3 separate regions of the Sus scrofa genome follow, and all the other regions are linked to region 2. A link is a contact called in public Hi-C and HiChIP or PLAC-seq data. All regions are on one chromosome and are shown on one strand. Each heading gives the region's core, a stretch centred on a gene start, on an enhancer-like site or on the middle of the called end of the contact. The rest is flanking DNA. Distances are from core to core; before and after follow the strand shown.

What was found. Hi-C and Micro-C count contacts between places; a contact is called where the count stands out from the background. HiChIP or PLAC-seq counts read pairs in DNA pulled down with a chosen protein or histone mark.
Region 1: a contact with region 2 is called in an H3K27ac HiChIP or PLAC-seq map of alveolar macrophages. The contact joins the promoter of ZC3H7B here to the promoter of XPNPEP3 in region 2. A contact is called at or near these places in 1 of 5 promoter capture datasets (liver), 1 of 47 Hi-C or Micro-C datasets (liver) and 1 of 2 datasets of contacts at active chromatin or transcription factors (alveolar macrophages).
Region 3: a Hi-C map of liver shows a contact between it and region 2, with 5 times the contacts expected there. The contact joins the promoter of TEF here to the promoter of XPNPEP3 in region 2. A contact is called at or near these places in 1 of 47 Hi-C or Micro-C datasets (liver) and 1 of 2 datasets of contacts at active chromatin or transcription factors (alveolar macrophages).

What each region holds. Positions count from the first base shown.
Region 1 is chr5:7,200,092-7,203,305 of Sscrofa11.1, forward strand. It overlaps ZC3H7B (zinc finger CCCH domain-containing protein 7B), which reads right to left and starts at 1,338. Exons shown (of 23, transcript XM_021091458.1): 1 at 746-1,338. LOC110260635 (a long non-coding RNA gene) reads left to right here and starts at 1,472. Exons shown (of 2, transcript XR_002343885.1): 1 at 1,472-1,596.
Region 2 is chr5:7,581,395-7,584,455 of Sscrofa11.1, forward strand. XPNPEP3 (probable Xaa-Pro aminopeptidase 3) reads right to left here and starts at 1,587. Exons shown (of 8, transcript XM_021091468.1): 1 at 1,405-1,587. The coding sequence starts at 1,468. ST13 (hsc70-interacting protein) reads left to right here and starts at 1,680. Exons shown (of 12, transcript XM_003481531.4): 1 at 1,680-2,211. The coding sequence starts at 2,102.
Region 3 is chr5:7,133,518-7,136,629 of Sscrofa11.1, forward strand. It overlaps TEF (thyrotroph embryonic factor), which reads right to left and starts at 1,654. Exons shown (of 5, transcript XM_021091460.1): 1 at 897-1,654. The coding sequence starts at 1,053.

The DNA.
Region 1 (3,214 bases), core at 88-2,587, 380 kb before region 2:
GCTGTCCCTCGCAGCTCGTTCCTGACCGCACGACGGACCCCTCGCTAGCCTCCCAGCCCAGGGACCGCTCCTGCGACCGGAAATGCCCCCCTACTCAGACCGCGCCCCCCTTTCCTGCTGCCCCCTCCCTGGGGCCCGGCCACAGGCCCCGGATCCCCGGGCTCGAGTGGCCGCTGCAGCCGGCAGGGGCAGCCCGTCGGCGGCCGCGGTCCTCGGCCCGCGCTGCGGTCCCTCCAACTCCCCGCGCTGCCGGGCCAAGGCGCACACAAAAGGAAGGAGCGCGCGGCCAGCGACCCCCCCCCAGCCAACGCCCTCGACCCCCATAGCGGGGACCCTCAAAGTATCCGCGCACCCCAAAGCTCCGGACGCGAAGGAGAGAACCCCCCACCGCGCTCAAGAACATTCCAAGCCCCCCCGCGCGGGGGGGGGTTGCCGAGGCGGCCAAACCACCCAGCGGCAGGTGCCCCCGGCCGCACGATAACTTTGAAACTTCGGGGCAGGGCACGGGGGCAGGGAGGGGGAGCCCCAAAAAGGAGGAAAGCGGGATTGGGGAGCTGTTTCTTTATTTTCGCAAAATCCACTTTCCGGGTGGCCCCGCGCAGCTCCGGCCTGGCCAAGGTTTTCCCGCGCCTCCTCCCGGCCCCGCGCGGTCCCCGGGCGCCCCGAGCCCTCCCGCGCCCGCCGCCAGTTCGCAGTCGGGCCCCGGCCTCTGCCCCGCGGGGCTCGGGCCGCACACAGCACTCACCTCGGCCGGGCTGCGCTCCCCGCGGGCCTGCGCCGAGCCCGATAAATGGTATGCTATGACTAGAGGTATGATTACGTTATTATTATTAGTAATAATAAGAGTAAATGCTATTTAATTACGGGCGGCCGCATCCTGCTCCCGGCGCCGCCGCCCCGGCAGCTCCGTCCATGTGGCTCCGGAGCGCTTTACTTTCATTTCCAGCCCCCTCGGCCGGCCGCTCGCGGCAGCACCCGCTGGAGGCACCGTCTCCCTGCAGTTCTTCCTCCTCGGGTCCTAGAGCGCGGCTCCCCTCGCCTGGCGCCGGGGGTGGGCGGCGCGGGCTGCGCACCTGGGGGCGGAGGGGGCGGGGAAGTCCCCCTTCCCCGTGGCAAGCTCATGCCTGGCATGCACCTTTATTTTCTTTGAAAGTGGCCTTCCCTCTTAGGGCTTTTCTTTTGGCAATTCTGCATTTCGGGGCGGATGCTGGTCTAAGGCAGCGCCTCCGCCCTGCCTCCTGTGGGTAAAAAGCCCCCGGGTCTCCAGATGCTTTCATTGACGGCATCCCCAAAGCCTAGTTGCCTTCGGTCCAAAGACGAGGACCGAAGGCTCAGAGAGGCATCGGGACCGCCTTCGGCTGTTGTACAGGCTTTCCCGAAAAGATTTGAGACTGCTTAGAAGACCCAGAAGGTAAGGGGAGATCAAGGAAAGAGAAACCAGCTCCAAGCATCCCCTGGCACTGCCGCAGAGCTGGCCAGGTCCAGGTTGGATTCGAATACAGAGCTTCAGATTCCAAATACGGTGTCATCCCACCCTCCCACCGCTGGTCCATTGATTCCTGAGAGAGTTCTGGCTCCTCTTCATTTTACACTCATGTATGTATATGTGCATGTATGTACATATATGTATGTGTGTGTGTACATTAATGTATTAAAGATCTGCTGTGAGCCTAGCAGATTTATTTTTACAAATGTTCTCTTTTCTACGTTTGTGCCAGACAAAACCCTAGGAACTGGAGATACATGCTGAGACAAATTTTAAACACACTGTGATCAATGCTGGGAAGAACAGGAAACTAGCTCAGTTTACTTATTTAATTCTCACCATAATCCTGGAAGATGGTTTGGGGGTTGTTTTGATTTTTTTTTTTTTTTCAGGGCCGCACCCAGGGCATATGGAAGTTCCCAGGCTAGGGGTCGAATCAGAGCTTCAGCTGCCGGCCTACACCACAGCCACAGCAACGCCAGATCCCTGACCCACTGAGTGAGGCCAGGGATAAAACCCACATCCGCGTGGATGCTAGTCAGATTCGTTCCCGCTGTGCCACGATGGAAACTCCCTGGAAGGTGGGTTTTAGCATGCCTGTGTGCAGATGAAGAGCTGAGGCTTGGAGATTAGGTGACTTGTCCAAGGTGGCAGTTCTAACTCCAGAGTATCCTTCCCATGGCGTCCTCTACTTTTCATCATCTACTTTAAGGGAGCCTTGGAAAGGGGGAAAAAAATGCACCTGCACTGTCAGAATTTCTCAAACTCCTCCTCCCTTCACTACACTAAGATTTTTTTTTCAATTTTTTTTTTATTGTTTATTTTAGGGCTGCACCTGTGGCATATGGAGGTTCCCAGGCTAGGGGTCAGATCGGAGCTGTTTGCCGCTGGCCTACACCACAGCCATAGCAACACCAGATCCGAGCTGTGTCTGTGACCTACACCACAGCTCATGGCAGCACCAGATCCTTAACCCGCTGAAAGGCCAGGGATCGAACCTACAACCTCATGGTTCCTAGTTGGATTTGTTTCCACTGCGCCACAATGGGAACTCCCTAGACTACCGCACCTTGCCTCAAGTGAACTAGCTGGTAAACATTGTGGTGATTCCTCCATCCTGGGTTGCCAGCGGAATAACACACATCCTTAAAAGAGGATGGGGAGTTCTAGTCGAGGCTCAGTGGAAATGAATCTGACTAGCATCCATGAGGACACAGGTTCAATCTTTGGCCTCGCTCAGTGGGTTAAGGATCCGGTGTTGCCATGAGCTGTGGCGCAAGCTCGGATCTGGTGTTGCTGTGGTGTAGGTCAGTAGATACAGCTACGATTCAACCCCCTGAGCCTGGGAACCTCCATATGCCACAGGTGCAGCCCTAAAAAAAGAAAAAAGGACTGTCCTTTCTTTAAGGTAAATTCACCTGCACACCAGCCCTCCCCTCTGCTGCCCTGTCTCTTGAATTTGGCATCCACTACTTAAACTATCTGAGCTGCCTGAGATGGTAAATAAGTCCTCAGCAGACTCCACCCAGAGGGGACGGTGCTTTGAAGAGAAAGGCCCCGAAGCTGGTACCAGCAAGGTGCCCTATGTCCACACATTAAAGCTGAAATAACAGTCACAGCCACCACTTTTCATTTACTATGAGCCAAGAAATTTGTGCATGTTGGTTCTCTTACCCTCCCTCAAAGCTTGGAAGGTAGGGATTGTTTTTACCTATTTTGTGGTAAAGG
Region 2 (3,061 bases), core at 337-2,836:
TCAAGACACTATTATCATCCTTTGCTATATTCTTATTTATCCGTTGCTTTTCTAACATCTACCTGGACTGAGAGCAACTCTAGTGAAGTGGAGATTCATCCACAATGACGACTAAAAAGTTGTTAACTGAAGATACATTCTTTCTGGCTTACTAAAAAGTTCCAAAAGATGGAGTAGCTCAGCAGAAACGAATCTGACTAGCATCCATGGGGATGAAGGGTCAATCCCTGGCCTTGCTCAGTGGATTAGGGACCCAGCATTGCTGTGAGCTGTGGTGTAGGTCGCAGACGCAGATCAGATCCCGAGTTGCTGTGGCTGTGGCATAGGCCGGCAGCTGCAGCTCTGATTAGACCCCTAGCTTAGGAACTTCCATATGCCATGGGTGTGGCTCCAAAAAGACACCCCCCCCCAAAAAAAAGTTCCAAAAGGGCTCTACTAAGCCAGAGTAAGACCAAGTAGAGGTATAACAGCAAAAGGTCTAGATGGCAATCATACAACTAACATTCCTGACTTCTTACTTGTTACTGTGTTAGTTTCAGTTCCCCATCGGTAAAATGGTATTTGCTCTAACTTATTGGAATTGCAACGATCCAAGAGGATCATTCATCATTCACTCATTCAAAAAGCCTATCTATGTATATTATATTAACATTAAGAGGTGGTTAAAGTTATTTATACTGCTGAAGCAAAACGAAGCATTATGAATACTTTGGTGTGTACCAAATACAGTACCTTGCCCTAAACCTTGATTAATCACGTTTTACACAAAGCCTCAACAAATGCAAAAGTCACAAGTAAAGGCAAAGAACTTTAATTGTTCGTGACAGAGTACACCCTAAAAAAATGGCCCCCATATTCCCGGACTACTCCATCTGGCCTTAACAAGCAAGGCTTCCAGACATAAAAAGCCTCACGAGTATCTCTGACAGGGAACTACTCAAAAGAATTTGTATTAGCAAACATTCGTTTCTTGTCCATTCTGGAGCTGTTAAATCTTTGAAAACACGAAAATACAATCTTACGTTCACTTAATAGAAACGAGAGTCACTCGATGTGAGACACTTTGACACCTGAGCAAGTGTGATACCTGCTACAACTTCCATGAGTCCAAGTTACTGTGAAGACAGCCCCTGCGGGAAGACAGGGCACGCTTTTCTCTCTGCAATCATTTCAACCTCCCCGAATACCTCAACGGTAGAGCGAACACAAGGCCCACCCTTTTCCAGAAGCAGCAGGTAGAGAAGAAATCCCAGGAGCGCACAGAGGGTCTGGGAGTGGAGGCCCCAGCAGGAGAAGGGTCCGCCGAACCAGGAATCTCCCGAGATCGACGTGGTTCCCTCTGGTGCGCCTCAGGCTTCTCAGCGAGCAAGCCTTGGAGGGGACACTGTGGGAGGTGAGTCTAACCTGAGAGGCTGCGGGCGCTTGCTACGGCGGGAACAAGCTTAGTTGCTGAGAGCAACCAAGGCATGACTGCCACGCACACGGACCTGGGAGAAAAGGAAAAAAAAACAGCCGTAGAAGCGGCGCCCCGCAGGGCTGCGTCGCCAGGAAACCTCGGCCAAGCGCCCCTCCCCTTCCGGCCGGCGCCGCTCGCCGGGCTTTCCTCCCGCGGCGGCGCCCAATGTTGACGTCACGTGCGGAGCTGTGACCACTGCTCCGGCCGGAGAGCCCTTTGGGCGTCATGACGTCGTGTTACATTTAGTGGCCACACTCACAGAATGTCCTGTTCTAAATGGCTCCCTGCAGGGGCCGAGAGGTCCTGCCCTCCTTGAAAGCACGGCTGGGGACTTAACCATGCAGAGCTGTGGTTCTGAGTTAAGGCTGTAAGAATGCGTGCGTGCAAAGGCAGGCACCGCACGAACAGCCACACTTCTAGAATGTTCTAGCTAGTGCGCAGGGCAGAGGTAAAGGGAGCAGGAATGAACGGGCGAAGGACCCGGGGTCACGAGACCGTTGGGTGGGCGGAGCCAGCGGCCGGGGAGGTTCTAGTCTGTTCTGCCTCGCGGCAGCCGCCCCCTTTACGCCACGCTGAGCCAGCGCCCGGGCCTGGAATCGGGCCACAGCCACCGCCGAGCCCGCCGCCTCCCGCCGCGCCCGGACCATGGACCCCCGCAAAGTGAGCGAACTTCGAGCCTTCGTGAAAATGTGTAAGCAGGACCCGAGCGTTCTGCACACCGAGGAAATGCGCTTCCTGAGGGAGTGGGTGGAGAGGTGAGACCCGGGCCTGAGGACCGTTGGGGGTGGGAAGAGGGACGGCCGGAGGGGGAGCTAGGCGGGAGCTGGCGCGGGGCGGCGGAGCCTGGAGCTCGGTGGCGAGGCCAGTGGCGTCGCCTTCGCTTTGTGGCTCGCTCCGTGGCCGGGAAAGCTAGGCGCCCTCGAGGGTCCAGTGGGGGATCGGGGAGCTTAGGTAGTTGAGAGGCAGGGAAGGCAGAGGCCCAGCTGCGTTCCTTGCCCCCGGAGGCCGCCGGGGGTGTGTCTTGGGCGAGATGCAGGCGATTGCGGGGACTTGGACACGGAAGACGTGAGGGGGAGGGGCGCGAGCTGCGAGACTCGGCTTTCGCGTGGAGTTGTTTTTCTTGAAATCTGGTGTCCTGCTTAGGTCGCAGTGACACAAAACAACTCCCTTACGCACTGTGTCTTTAAAAGTGTTGTAAAAATGATACCTAGCTTTGATTACATTTACAACGACTTTAAGGGCGTAGAATCATTTTGGGAATCGCTTTTTATATCTGATTAGTGGCAGTACCATCACTTCAGGCACTTTAAGAAAAATGATTTTTCGAGGACCCGCGTGTTAACACGATCTGTTCTTGTTATCTTTAACTCCAGAGTACGTCGCTACGTGCATGGAATTAACTGAACAGGCGTTGTGCCAAATGCTAGCGAGGAAACAGTATAAGTACAATCTATTTAGGGATACAGATGAATAAATACAAAAATTCGTTTTGATATGTAGCGTGTAATAGAGATTAGTATTCTGCGTTTTGTGGAGGAATTTAAGGGAGAAAGGGAAATCTTTCCCGAAGTGATTTTTAAAATTCACTACTACGTGAGGAATTTT
Region 3 (3,112 bases), core at 404-2,903, 450 kb before region 2:
AAACCTGCTTTCCAGGTAGGCCCCAGGGACCTCTGTGGCCTAGGAACCAAGACAAAGCCCAGCCCTGCCACTGTGGCCCCAAAGGCTAGGGTCAGCCCCAAACAACCAGGTGAAGGGCCTCAGTAGCTTCAGTCTGACCCTCATCCCTCTACCTGACTCATGTCAATCCCCCCTCAGAAGGCCCTCCCATCCCTTCTCCTGACACTCCTCCCCCACCTCAGCAGCAGCCCTGAAATTCATTTCCAGAAAACCTCCAGCGAGTACCTACCTAGTAACTGGGAATACTCACTGGAGGGGAAGAAGACAGGTCCTCATCCCCAGAGAGAAAGCCCATATATAAAGACAATTCGCTACTGTCTATCAGGGTATCTCAAACTTCAGTGGACTTTGGAATCACAGAGGTGGGGTGGGGTGTTCCTAAAAATGCAGATTCCTGTCCCAGGAGCCGCAGATTCAGTGGGTGAAAGGTGAGGCCCAGGAATCGGCATTCTAAACAAGCATCCCAAGTGATCCTGATTCAGGCGTTCCAGAGAAGGCGCCCTCGAGCGTCATTTAAGTGGCTGCTGCGACCCCCATCAGCCTCCTCAGTAACCCCTACGCGTTGCATACACTCGAGGCCGCCCAAAGGAACCTCCTCACCCCGACTCCCACCCTACCCTCTCCCTCCTGACCCCTCCCCGCCAACCCCTATCTGACCCAGCCTCGCTCAACTCGCCCCTGACCTTCTCTTCCCAATCCCTCTGTCTCGCCCTCCAGGGCCCTTGTCATCCCTGGTCCCATCCCCCTCTGCTGGACCACTTCACCCTGACCTCCGACCTCCCCGGCCCCGCCCTCACATAGCCCCGCCCTTGCAGAAACCCCGCCCCCAGGCGCGCGCGGACCCTCCCCCCCCTCACCGAGGCGCGCCCCGCGCGGGGGGTTCTCCATCAGCTTCTTCAGGACCAGCGGGAAGGAGCCTGGCAGGCCCCTTTCCCCAGCTGCGCGCCCCGGCCCCGGGCCCGGCCCCGCCTGCGGCTCTACAGGCGGCTTCTTTCCGCCGCCCGCGTCGGACATCGTGCCCCGCGCTCTGCTCGCGCGCCTCGCCTCCCCCGCCCGCCCCCCGAGATGGGACGGAGCCGTGCGACCCGCCGCAGCTGCCGACACGGGCGGCTACTGCGCAGGCTCCCGGGGGCACCCCCGCCTCCCTCCATCCCTACCCCGCCTGCGGACTGGCTCTGGCATATTAATTATTTATGAGTCCAGGCCAGCTTCCCCGGATGGCGGCCTTGGATTGGTCCGCCTTGAGAGGGGGGCAGGCACAGCCGTCCCGGCCGTGATTGGTTAGGCCGCCCGGATAAACGAGACACGTGCGGGGCCAGGTGAGGAGAAGGGCCGAAGGCCCCGCCCCATCTGCCTCTGTGTCACCTGATTGGCGCCTGGTAGAGTCAGGGTCTTAGGCCCTTTTCGGCTACAGCCCCTTCCCCTCTACCCAAGGTTTCACCTTCGCCTCCCTGCTCATAATACCCCTCCTCCTCTCGGACCACCGTTACCGCTCTCCCCTCGCACCCCAACCTCTCCACTTTCCGGACGCGCCACTGAAGGGAGGCGGAGCTGGGAGCGGCCATGCCGGCGGGGGGAGCCTATCAGAGAGCCCCCCGGGGCCACGCGGCCGTCCCCAACTCCGCGGGTCACGTGGAGCCACAGCCGAGTCCAGTTGCAGGGGGAGGGGAAAGAGGTGGAGGGCGCGAAACAGCCAATGGAGGGCGGGGGCGGGACCCGGGGCGGTGCACGAGGCACAGCACGTGCGGGGTTGCGGCGGGGAGGGGAGGGCCGGTTCTTTTGGTTGCGGGGACTCTGTCCAGGGTCGTGGGACCTGGACGCAGAGCCCAGCCCTTACCCCGCCGACCCGGAGGTTGGCTGAGGGCAGGGCCGGGGACGGCGGCCTGCCCATCGTAGGGACAGCCGGAACAGGCTTGGCTGCCGCTGAAGCGGGTGTCAGGTTCCCCGCGGATCCCGGGTTTCTGGCGCGGGCGTGGCGGCCAAATAAACACGAGCGTGGAGGAGCATTCTTGAGGTCGGGGCGGGGTGGTGGAGAGGAAGGGCGCGGCCCTGAGCCGGAGCCGGAGTGCACGCTTCTGTCCTCCCAACTTACTAGCTTGTGACCTTGGGAAAGTCCAGTTGCTTCCCGGAGCCTCTTTTCTCGCCCATAAAATTTCGGGGTTGGGCTAGATAATCTCTAAAGTCCTAAACGGCTCTGAAAGCCTGTTTCTCTTGAGGACCTTGGCTTTTTCTACAGGGAAAAAAATAAAACTCCTTCACTCAATCTACAGAGTACACACCTCGTGGGAGAACCACCGCCTCTCAAAATATAAATACTTCCTGGGAGTTCCTCAGGAAACCGGGAAAATGGAGAACGTGAGCGGGGTCCACAGATGTGGGGACCTTTCAGGAAGCTGCTCCTAGCGGCACCAGGACTTTGTACCTCTTGATAGCACAATTCATACTCTGCCTTGAACTCAGTGTAGACTCTCCGTGCCTGACAGGGCAGGGACTTTGGCTTGTTTATCCTGTATCCTGCCTGTGACTCGCGCCTTCCAGTAGCCGGGCTGGGGAATGGCAGAGCCCAGTCCTTGGTTCACGGGGTAGGTGCTGACAGCAACACCCAGCTAGCTGAAAGTGGTCAGGCTGGTATAATGAGAACTTTGCTGGGCACTGAGGAGGAAAAAAGCGCTTGGGCCCCTGAGCAGGCCTGGAAAGCAAGAGGTTTGAAGAAACTCTGGGTGATGGTCAAGCCAGGGTGGTGGCATCTGACTCCAGAAATCAAGGTCTCCCGGCCATGCTCATTAGATGTCAGTTATTTTCTGAATCTGATACCTCCCACCAATTGCTTCATCTCTCCAGGCCTCCTTGGTTTATGTCAGATGGAGATAGGGCAGGATTTACCTTCCCAGGCTTCCGTTAGCCAGTTAGTGTAAATGCAACAAATGGTAATGACCATAGCTTTACTAACACCCATGGGTACAAGTTCATGGCTTGGTGTATCCGTTATCCTACAGGCAGGTTGGTGCCCATGTCACTCCCTGTTGAGCGAAAGTACTAAATTGTGCACAGAACTCAGTTGTTGTTAGCGGGA